Regions from separate parts of the Zea mays genome. Here region 1 is linked to region 2. Evidence: chromatin contacts called from public Hi-C data. All regions are on one chromosome and are shown on one strand. Each heading gives the region's core, a stretch centred on a gene start, on an enhancer-like site or on the middle of the called end of the contact. The rest is flanking DNA. Distances are from core to core; before and after follow the strand shown. Region 1 has its middle 40 kb from the start of LOC100384247. Region 2 holds the start of LOC542550 (iron-sulfur protein 1).

Evidence for each region. A called contact is a pair of places that touch in the nucleus more often than the background predicts.
Region 1: a Hi-C map of leaf shows a contact between it and region 2, with 5 times the contacts expected there. The contact joins the enhancer-like site here to the promoter of LOC542550 in region 2. A contact is called at or near these places in 2 of 25 Hi-C or Micro-C datasets (endosperm and leaf).

Annotation. Positions count from the first base shown.
Region 1 is chr10:114,401,639-114,407,511 of Zm-B73-REFERENCE-NAM-5.0, forward strand. No RefSeq gene overlaps it. Among protein-coding and RNA genes, the nearest start is that of LOC100384247, 40 kb to the right of the region's middle. Within about 2 kb of position 2,728, at least 19 of the 20 cell types and tissues checked have an H3K27ac peak or open chromatin away from gene starts, as enhancers often do. A contact at or near this core is called in endosperm and leaf, where this site is marked.
Region 2 is chr10:114,180,178-114,185,910 of Zm-B73-REFERENCE-NAM-5.0, forward strand. It overlaps LOC542550 (iron-sulfur protein 1), which reads left to right and starts at 4,305. Exons shown (of 2, transcript NM_001371631.1): 1 at 4,305-4,558. The coding sequence starts at 4,384.

The DNA.
Region 1 (5,873 bases), core at 1,478-3,977, 220 kb after region 2:
ATATAGCGATAGATAAACTAAAGTATGAGATTAGATCAGATAATGCATACTGATTAGACATACTGAATGATGGCATGGAAGTGGTATGGAAGATGATGGTGATAGTCATCGAGAAGAATGGTAGAAGTCGCGAGAAGTTGCTTCCCAAAAACCTTATTCACCCTATCCCGATTAGAAGTGGTAATGGGCTCTAAATTTTACACTATAAGATTTAAGGATTGAATAGGATTAGGATCGGGCTCTATTTCTATTCACTTTTGAACTAAAATTAGTTAAGGGGCTCAACAAATTGTGAAGAAACATTTGGATAGTGATCCATTACCACCCCTACTCTCGATGCAGGATCTCGAAGGCGAAGGGTTCCAAAGACCTGCTCCCCCGACCGCAGACGCACGTCAGTGCTCGGGAGGAAGACTACAACGACTACGCAGCAGTAAGTAGATGCAAAACCTAACTCGTGTTGGGATGATATTGGCGATGGCTGTTAAGCGCAATATATAGAGTTGTCTCCATGTCCCACAAACCAATAATGAGTCGAGTCCTCATCTATTGTGTGATCTAATAAGGTCTCATATTGCAATCTGGTAGTTATCGAAAAATGACTCTAAGCTTAACAATCAAGTAACCAAAAATAAAAATAGCAAAAGAAAGTCGTGCCCCCACAAGGTTTAGGGTCTAGATTTTGGTGAACCATTCATGTGCATGTCGTGCGCTCGCGTCCTTTGCCCTGCCTCGGACAAGCCAAGCGAGCGAGCGCACGCACATATGTGGCATTCCATCCTCTCTCCCCTCATCCATGACTTTGTGGGAGAGGGAAGCCTCCACATATAAACTAGTCTCACTCCACTTAAACTAGCAATGTGGAACTATTGGTTCCACCATTCCCTTGCCATACATGAGCTTTTGAGATTTTCCTAGGATTTAAATGAATTTCTCAAATAGGCTAGGCCCATAAATCCAACATTGTTCTCATTGCTAGTGAGATATTGCGATGAGCAACCCTAGTGGAATCATGGCAAGTTGGAGTGCCTCACTGATGCGGTTATAAGATGCCCTAATTATGAGTTTGGTGTGTGATGCTAATTATCGTGTGAACCACCTAGCTTGGTCTTACTACAATAAAGGGTGTAGGTTACCAGTAAGCAATTGAACCTTGCATATAAATCATTGTGTAAATTCACCTGTCCGGTTTGGTTTGATCAGTGTCACTCTAGGTTTTATACTCATATTCATGTCTCCTATGATAGTTTGCTTGAGTAACAACATTATGGAAGCTTATATTTGTTACTAGTTGTTTTTTCTTAGATCTCTAGTGTACTTAAGTAGTTGCTATTTTGCATGTTTAGTGAAATCAACTTAGAGATATAACAATTAGATTTGTTTAATAACCTTTCTTATTAAGAAATAGAGCTAGAGCAAGTATTAACTTCCATGTTACCTCTTATACTAATTAACTTTGCACTAGTATCTTGTGGCATAGAAAGGAATTTATAGCCCATTAACCTCCCTCTAGCCATCCAGATCCTATCACATCATCATAACGTCTTTTTTATTAGTCACTTTCTCCTTCTTTACTCCTTTGCTTATGGCCTCTATTGGTGCGAAGATGGAACTAGCCCTCGATCACCATTTGTACTTACCAATCAATGAGATCTCTAATGCAGGGTAGGCAGCCATGGAGAGCGAAGGCATGTGTGGGGGCTCAACTTCCAAGGAGTGACAGTGACTTATGGTTGTCGAATATTATGGCTCTAGTTTGAGCCTTTTCGATGGGTGAAAGAGTTTGTAGGGGGATTTCTGCTTTATTATTACATGGATCCGCCTCATTAAAAACCTCAACCCATCATGAGGAAAAGAGTATGTGCCTAATTACAAAAATGCATGATGATTACAAGGGATCAAGAGGAGCCCTGTCGAGCGGAGTCAGCCTACATATAATATTTCCTTAAATTGTTTATGTTCTAGGAGTGCTCGAGCTCTACTCCTGTTTGGCCAATTAGTCTGTAGGAATTTGGTGAAATCTTCTTGATGATTATGTAAGGGTCTTCCCATTTTGGCTCAAGCTTGCTTTTTTCCTTCTTGTAACACCCAAAAATCTTACTTTGAATTTGTTAAAAAGATTCTTCCAAGATCTAAATAAATGTGGATTCCTAAATGAAGAAGATCCTTATATGAGTTTAGCATACTTATAATTGTCCTCCAAAAAGTTAAATTAAAATTATAACAAAGACTATAACCTAGAAATTATTTCTCTACTAAAACAAATAGGTAATGGTTATTGAGTCCTAAAAGTAAACCTTCAATTTGACTTCACGTTTAAAAGGAACAATATGTGTGTGCATTTCATATCAGGAACATTGCCTAGATAAATAAATAAAATAACTAAAAATAACTATAACTTGCATCTCATGTTGTGATTTAATTTGTGCATTTATCATAGAGTTTGAAATTGGATTGAATCTAGTCTGAAGTTTGAAAATAGAAAAGAAAAAAAGGAAAGCCTAAACCTGCTTCTGGGCTAAATTTCCCCATCGGGCCATCTCGACACCCTCTCCGCGTGGCCTAGCACCACTTGGGTCAAAACCCGGTGCCGACCCAACTCACCTCCACGCGGAGCCATTCGCTCGGCAGCATTGTGCCGACATGCGGGGCCTCCGGTCAGGCCTCCACCTGCACGCGCCCGAGATCCTCGTCTCGGCGACTTCGGTTCAGCCTGTCTGGTGGGACCGCGCTGTCAGCCTCACACCAAGTTCTCCGGTTCTCCCCCACACTCTGGCCACCAACGTGTGGGCCCCTACTATCAGAGTCCTCCTCCACCATGGGTTGTTGTCGTAACTGAATCGCGCGTATCCCAGGGGATTCGACGTCTCTTCTCCCAATCCAATTCGTCCCCCTTCATAGTATATATATGCGACCTCAATCCTTCCCCTCATGCCATCGAAGTTTAGTCACCTCACGGGTCGCCACCACCATCGCCGATGAGAGGGAGGGAACGAGAGATCTCTGCCGCATGCGGATACTTCGATTCACTATCGCCGAGCTGTCGGAGCCTGGCCGAGGAGGTTCACCGGTGGGCAACGAAAGCTTTTGTGGCACGATTGGGCGTGAAGGACGATCGTGGCAAGTGGAATTCCTCATCGACGACTGGGAATCGCCATCGTCCACAGCCAACCATGGATGGGAGTCCATGTTGCAAGGATACTGGTAAGGATATATTCAATCGTTTCACGATCGTCTACACATTTATTCGTACCTAGTTATGATAGAGACCAGGTACCAAGGCACTGACTGGCCATTCGTCGGCATCAGCACCGTCGCGAGCCGTGCAGATGCCGCTCGGGTGCATCGTCGGGGAAGGAAGAAGCAAGCATGTCCGTTAGATCGAGAACGAACGACCGAAGTTTGATCTAATGCATAGCTGGTTGATCATTTAAATCCGAGACGAAGATTTTGAGGCGGACGACTGAGAATCGATTGGAGGCGTACTGCTTCGCTGATCTGATCTAGGTCGTCTGATCGTGATCGGAAGGCCTAGGTTGCACACCGGTTTATAAAATGTTAGGTCTAATCTCGACCCTCGAAATCAGATTGTGTGTGTCGGCGTTTCGACCCCGGGGGATCCCTGAACCGACGAGTAAATTGTCGCTGCGTGTCCCAGCCCAGATGGGTCGGCGCGAGACGAAACACAAGGGGGGAAAACAGTAAGGGGAAACCGCGACCTTGTGTTGTCCTGCGCCCAGGGCGGATGCGCTTGCAGTAGGGGGTTACAAGCGTTCGCGAGGGAGAGAGAGAGCGAGAGCCTCGTGCGTCGGCTCGTTCTCCCGCGTGGCCACCTTCTCGTGTGAGGGCCCTGGACCTTCCTTTTATAGATGTAAGGAGAGGGTACAGGTGTACAACGGGGAGCATAGCAATGTGCTAACGTGTCTAGCGGAGAGGAGCCAGAGCCCTTTGTACATGCCGACGTGGCTGTTGGAGAGGTGTTGCTGCCCTGTTCATGTGGTGTCGTGGCCGTCGGAGGAGTGCTTGAGCCCTATGGAAGCATAGCTGTCGGGGCTGTCGGATCCTTGCTGACGTCTCCTTGCTTCCGTAAGGGGCTGAGAACCGCCGTCGTCATGTAGCACGCGGGGTGCCATCATTACTTGTTTTACCGGGGCGAGCCAGATGGGACGCCGGTCTTGTTCCCCATAGCCTAAGCTAGCTAGGGGTAGGGTAATGATGGCCCCCCTGTGTCGTGGTTGGTCCAAGCCCGAGGTTGGGCGAGGCGGTGACTCCTCCTAAGTCGAGGCTGAGTCCGAGCCCTGGGGTCGGGCGAGGCGGAGACCGTCTTCCGGAGTCGAGGCTGAATCCGAGCCCTGGGATCAGGCGAGGCGGAGACCGTCTTCCGGAGTCGAGGCTGAGTCCGAGCCCTGGGGTCGGGCGAGGCGGAGACCGTCTTCCGAGGTCGAGGCTGAGTACAAGCCCTGGGGTCGGGCGAGGCGGAGTCTGTCTTCCGAGGTCGAGGCTGAGTCCGAGCTCTGGGGTCGGGCGAGGCGGAGACCGTCTTCCGAGGCCGAGATGGGGGTCGAGCCCTGGGGTCGGGCGAGGCGGAGCTTCCTATGGCGCCCGAGGTTGGACTTAGCTGCTGTCGGCCTCACTCTGGCGAGTGGCACAGCAGTCGAAGCAGGGCAGGCGGCGCTGTTTTCCTGTCAGGTCAGTCAGTGGAGCGGCGAAGTGACTGCGGTCACTGCGGCCTTGTTGACTGAGGAGCGTGCGTCAGGATAAGGTGTCAGGCGATCCTTGCATTGATTGCTCCTGCGATACGGTGGGTTGGCATGGCGATCTGGCCAAGGTTGCTTCTCCGCGAAGCCTGCCCGAGCTGGGCCTCGGGCGAGTCAAAGGTGTGCCCGTTGCTTGAGGAGACCCTCGGGCGAGGCGTGAATCTGCCTTGGTCTACTGTTCCTGCCCGAGGCTGGGCTCGGGCGAGACGAGATCGTGTCCCTTGAGTGGACGGAGCCTTGACCGGAATCGCGCCCATCAGGCCTTTGTAGCTTTGTGCTGATGGGGGTTACCAGCTGAGATTAGGAGTCTTGGGGGTACCCCTAATTATGGTCCCCGACAGTAGCCCCCGAGCCTCGAAGGGAGTGTTAGTACTCGCTTGGAGGCTTTTGTCGCACTTTTTTGCAAGGGGACCGGCCTTTCTCGGTTGCATTTCGTTCCGGTGGGTGCGCGCGAGTGCACCCGCCGGGTGTAGCCCCCGAGGCCTCGGAGGAGTGGTTTGACTCCTTTGAGGTCTTAATGCCTTTCGTGATGCCTCGGCCGGTCTGGTTGTTCCCTCATGCGAACTGGTCGTTGCCCGGGTGCATAGTCAGGTTCCAAGTTCTCGGGCTGGTATGTTCACGCTGTCAACGGTTTGGCCGGAGCCGGGTTTGCGAGAGCAGCCCCCGAGCCTCTGCACAGAGCGAGAGGACGGTCAAGGACTGACTCAGCTTTTATCATACGCCCCTTCGTCGCCTTTCCGCAAGAGGAGGGGGGAGAGTGCCATGTTGCCCTCGGAGGGCGCCGAACATGGTGTCTCCAGTGAGTTGCTAACGGGTGATCCGAGTGGACGCCTGTGCCCCGTTCGATAAGGGTCGGCTAGTGGCCCAGAGGCGCGCTCCAAAAGTACCTGCAGGTAATTTGCCAGACCCGGTCCCGTTTGATAGGGTCCGAGGGCTCGATGCCTCCCTCTGATGGGATTCCGTTACAGAATCGCTCATGCTGGTCTCGGAAATGTCCTAGGGTACCTCGGGAGCATAGCGCGAGCCTCGGCCATGTATTGGACGTACCCAGAGTCATCCCTCGCTCTGCGTGCTCTGAGGCGGCTGTCGAACCCTTCGGGGGCCAGCCTACGAACC
Region 2 (5,733 bases), core at 3,055-5,554:
CTTGGTTGTTAGAGCAATCAACATGACTAATTGAATCATTACCTTTATCCTTGTTCATGTTGTTTGCTTGACTCTTCGTTGCTCTAGGAACTTGTTTTTGGTGGAGCTTGTTGCACGCTTTAGTTTCTCCCTTCTCACTCTTCTTCACCACACGTCCGTGTATATCTTGAGGAGGTCGAGTGTGGCACTTTCTCCATAGTTTCTTCTCATTCTGTCAAAGCCTTTCGACTTCTCCAATGATCTTGTCTTCTTTTGAAATTGAAATGTGTTGCTCAATCGAAGATTGGCTTACTTGGCAGCAACAAGGGTTAGCACATGGCAAGATATTTTCTAAATGAGCATATGTGCATGAGTGGGTTTGGAAAGTATTTAAACAAGTAATAACAACCTCATGAGTCATAATTAAATTGATAGGATCATCTAATAAATTTTCATGTGAACCCAAAAGATATCATGTTTTTCAAGTAAAGTGAGCTTTTCAATTTTAAGTAATTCTACTTGATCTTTGAGCATGATACTATCAATTTTAATTTGAGCAATACATGATAACACATTCTCATTATTTGTTTGCACAATTAAAATTGACTCGTACATTTGGACCAAGTCACCATGAGATCACTTTAGCTCCTCATGTTCTTTGGATAGCTTCTCCAAGTTTTCTTTGGTCTCGATGAGAGTCTCTTCTAGCTTGAGAAGCGTCTTGCCTTGATTGCCTATTCTTCTCAACAACTTCATCAAGATCGCCTTGTTTTCCTTGTTAAGATGAGCACATAGATGGCGAATTTCATCTTCTTCCACATCCTCGATTTCATTCTCCCTGTCATCAATATTAGCGGAAGCATGCAAAGCGGAATGAGAAATCGAACCTCTTGGAGACATGGATTCATCATTTGGTTGACATCTCTCTTCTTCTTCTTCCTTCAAATTTTTAGTTGCACAAATATGAGAAGAAGTAGAGACATTGTAGTTGAACTTAAAATACTTCATTTTAATTCTAGTCCAAACATCATGCGCATCAACAAACATGTCATCATTACTATTCATGATGGTACAATAAGCATCAACTAAGATGTTGCAAGCTTGATGATTTAAAGTCAAACATCTTAGTTCCTTCTTAGATGGGTTTCTACTAATTTTAGAAGGCAAGATACTTCTATCAAAAATTCCATTCTAAATGAGGATCTATACACCTAAAAGCATTTAGAATACAAACTAACCAAGATGCATAATTACAACCATTACCAACAAGAAATTCTAAAGTTACCTCTTTAGACGACATTGTCTTCTCCAGACGGCTAAGCCCACAAATGGAGAGCCTAGCTGTGATACCAATTGAAAGTACCCTTTGACGACACTAAGGACCTAGATGTCACCTAGAGGGGGTGAATAGGCGGATAAAAAACTTTAACTCAAAAGAACTTTCTTACTCTACTCAAGGCGTTGTTTTGCAGCAGAATAAACCAAGTTGAGTTGATCGTAGCAGAATAGAGTCCTTGTCTCAAAAGTTCCTGTACTTCACAAATAACTTGTACCAAAGGTAAGTATAGAAGTGCAAGTAATAAAGTAAATCAAGAGACAGGGGACACGACGATTTTTCTCGTGATTCAGCCAGGCCTAAAATGCTTGCCTACATCCATGTTGGAGATAGCCAACCTGACTTGGAGTCTATTTCAACTCCTTCATCTATTTGCTCAGGTTTATCACCAGTGTGATAAACCGAGTCTTCCACTATATGTTGGTGTTATAGTACATCAAAACTGTGACTATCACAACTCGATACCTCGACAATAGAAGAAACCAACATGAAGGTCTTGCTCAACATCACACTCGCTAGCTCTTTCTTGCAGCAGCACTTTGCCTATCTCTTTTGGCTAGAACACACACTAACACTTAATCTAGAGAGAAATACATAAGAGTGGGATAGAGAATGACTATACAATACTACTACACTTGCATGTTGCCTTTGTGTGCTCCTTGGGGTCATGGGAGTCTCCTTTATATAGCCCCAAGCCCCTTATAGTGGTTACCGAACTGGTCCGGTGCACCCTAAGACCGAGGTCCACGTCAGCTAGCCGTTCGACCAGCTAGCGCTCCTAGAACTAGCCATTACTGGGTGGTCTGGTGCACCACCGGACCAGCATTGTAGACGATCCGATGAATTATAAAATTTAATTCCCGATATTGCAGAGTTCCTCCGTACAGGCAGTTTGGTGCACCTAGACCACTATTGTAGGCGGTTTGGTGCGCCAGGCCGCCAGAGACTCCTTTTGACTTCTCTGTAGAAGTGTTCTAGTGCGTCTAGACAGGCTATAGTGAAGTCATTTTTCTCCTTTTATTCTCCATCCAACTTGGATTTCTTAGAGAACTTCCTTGTAACTTAGACACACATGATTAAAGTATAATCCAATTGACTAAGTCACAGAAACTCACATCTTTCTTATCTCCTTGTCTATTTCTCTATTTCTCCTCAAACAGGGACCAAAATGGTACTTTTGCTACAAAACAAGTTAGTGTGCAAACCGAGGTATCAAATACATAGTAAAAGTGTATGAAACATGTTTGAATACCTAGACCTCTCATATTTAACATTTATCATTGTTTTGCTCATTTTGGCCTATTTAAGCTTAGGGTTGGACTCCAAAACCTCAACTCGACATAACTTGGTCTCATTGGCCATCTTTGAGCTCCAAGATCCTGTAATGGTCAACAAGAACATTTCCAAACACAGGAATGATCCAAACTATAAGTCAAAGTATATTTAGCTCTTTTGGGCTCTTCCAGGTTCTAACTTTGACACTTCTGCACTTCTTGTGACCATGACTCTACTTGAGCTAGGATCTTGAGCCTTATTACTTGAACCATACAACCATAGGAATTACCTTAATGGATTCAAGTCATGTCCTTATGTTGTGATTCTCAATGCACCAAAACCTTTCTCAACTCGATCAACCTTGACTTTGTAAGAGCCTCTTCTTCACCTTGGCTTTAGGTACTCTAGTCCTCTTGATCTTCTCCCTTGCTCTAGTACCTCGAAGACCATCTTGCCTTGTTTATAGTTTGACCTGTTGTCTCTGTCATGTACATTGAGTTCCACTTAATCAATGTTCATCCTTCACTTTGACTTTTGATATGTACAATCCATACCATCTCATCTTATATGGAATATCACTCTTGAGCCTTGAAGCTTTTCACTAAGTAGCTCTTCAACACTTAACACCTCAATTAGACCTTTGATTATGTTGTCATCCAAAACAACAAAACTCACCAGGAATCTTTCAACTATGATATTCTCCACTACCATGATTTTATCTTAAACCTTCAAAAAAACTTTACTTGGAAACACCCCTTAGGCTTTGTTTGGTACTCTAGTATTCGCCTCAATCCACATGTATTGAGGTGAATTAGGGTGTAAATTAATTTAGGGGATATTTGAATGCACTAGAGCTGATGGTTAGCTTCTAAAATTAGTTGAAGACATCAAAACACTATAGCTAATAATTGACTAGCTATTTGTTAGCTAGCTAATTTTACTAGCAATTTTTTAGTCAACTAACTATTAGCTGTAGTGCATTTAAACATCCATAATTTACACCCTAATTTAATTCAATACATGTGGATTGAGATGAATAAGGCCTTGTTCGTTTACATCGGATTGTACCCGGAATCATTTCGGCTAATCAAAGTTTATATAAATTATAAAAGCAATCCGGCTCGGAATCGTTCCGACCCACCAATCCGACACAAACGAACATGGCCTTGTTCGTTTGTGTCGGATTGGTGGGTCGGAACGATTCCGAGTCGGATTGCTTCTCTAATTTATATAAACTTTGATTAGCCGGAACGATTCCGGGTGCAATCCGATGTAAACGAACAAGCCCTAAGGTCCTGTTCGGTTGTTCCGGATTGGAGCCCCGGATTAATTCCTAGCTGGATTACTTCTCTAATTTATATAGATTTTGATGAACTGGAATGAATCCTGGCTCATTCCGGTACAACCGAACAGGCCCTAATAGAGTAACAAAACCAGCCGTCAGTAATCACGGCCTCACGGGAGAACGATAGCAGAATTACAGTTAAGTGTAGCCTCCACTTGTAGAGTAGTAATTGGTACAATGCATCTTTATTTTATGTCGCTGCAATCTTATTTGAAAGCAGGCTAGCCAGAGGTTTTAGGCCCAAGAAAGTATAGCCAAAAGCCTACATATACAAGTGGGCTGCTAATATTGGGCCAGCATAGCCCACCGCTCCCAATATGTTTTCTCAACCTCTTGTTTCCACCACCACCAGTCTCTACCTCCGTGCGTCGTGCGCCAAGGCGCGAACCCTAGCCGAGATCAGATCGGAGGCGAGCGCCACCACCGGCCGGAGGAAGAGGACGACACGATGCTGCGGGTTGCGGGGAGAAGGCTCTCGTCTTCCCTCTCCTGGCGCCCCGCCGCGGCGGTAGCCAGGGGTCCCCTCGCCGGCGCTGGCGTCCCCGACCGGGACGACGACTCGGCTCGCGGACGGAGCCATCCGCGGTTCTCCATCGACTCCCCCTTCTTTGTCGCTTCCAGGGGTAAGCGCGCGCGACCTTCATCCTGATTCTCGTGTCTTCGTGTAGATTTGGCTCGGATTGAGATCGGGATCCATCGGGCTTGATCTGCGATACAAGGATTTCTAGTTTTGCGAAGTTTTGGATGATTGTTTGGGTTCTCGATGATGGTGTAGTTCTGTTTCGAGGCCTTCCTGTAGCTTGTTGTGCAATAGCTGTAGCTCTTACGTTGATCGGTCTTGTAGGCACTTTGTCTGTCCATTTGATAGACAATTTGTGTTCTTGTCAGGACCCGGGAGAATTTGTTCCCTTATTTTTAGCATGTCTTATGCTGTTTGACATCCATTTCTTATGTGCAGCCACCGAGCTGTGCTCTGACATAAAAGAATACCTCCTTCCGTTTGTGATTAGCAGTGTATGATGAGCTGGGTTGCTAGGATGGAACTTGGTGATGAGCTGTGTTGCTAGGATGGGAATAATAGTAGAGGGGGAGGGAAATTATTTAACAATACTTGTTATGCAGCTTAATTTATATTTAATTGATATTCCTCAAATTCCTTTTGAATGATTTGACACTTAACTGAATGGCTTGTGTTGCTGTCCAGAGGCCCTCTTCGTAGCAAGTATATTCCCTTGATTTTAGAATGTTGGTAACAGTTTGGTAAAATTGATGGCGGTTGGTGAATTTGGTTACTATCATGACAGTGTTGTGCTATTGCATTAGTTTGATGGTACAGTTACGAACCTCGTCCAAAATAAAAACTAGTATCTGAACTTCTGATTTTACAAACATTTGTCATGTATTTATAAGTCTAGTTTTACTTCTTGGATGGGTTCCCTCGTTTCCTTGTTCTAGAGACCTACATATGGCTGCTGTTCCTTTTGCCATGTTACCTTTGTTGATTTACTTATGTTATTGTGCCGCGAAATGACAGTCCTGTTGGCAAAGACCACAACAGTGGGCACTGTCCTGAAGGTTAAAGAAATAATTATGGTACCGACTCGTTTTAAAAATATTCCTCATTTTTCAGTTTTTTGTAAAAATAGCTAATATCTATTGCATGCCTCTTATAAGCAAGATCAACATTATGCCAAGCAAAAGAATACTGAAACATGGTTGTTGAGGCGCCTAGGCGTTCAGGTGTACCCCAGGAGCCATAGGGTTTTAGTTACACCATATCGCCTAGAAGGTACCTGGG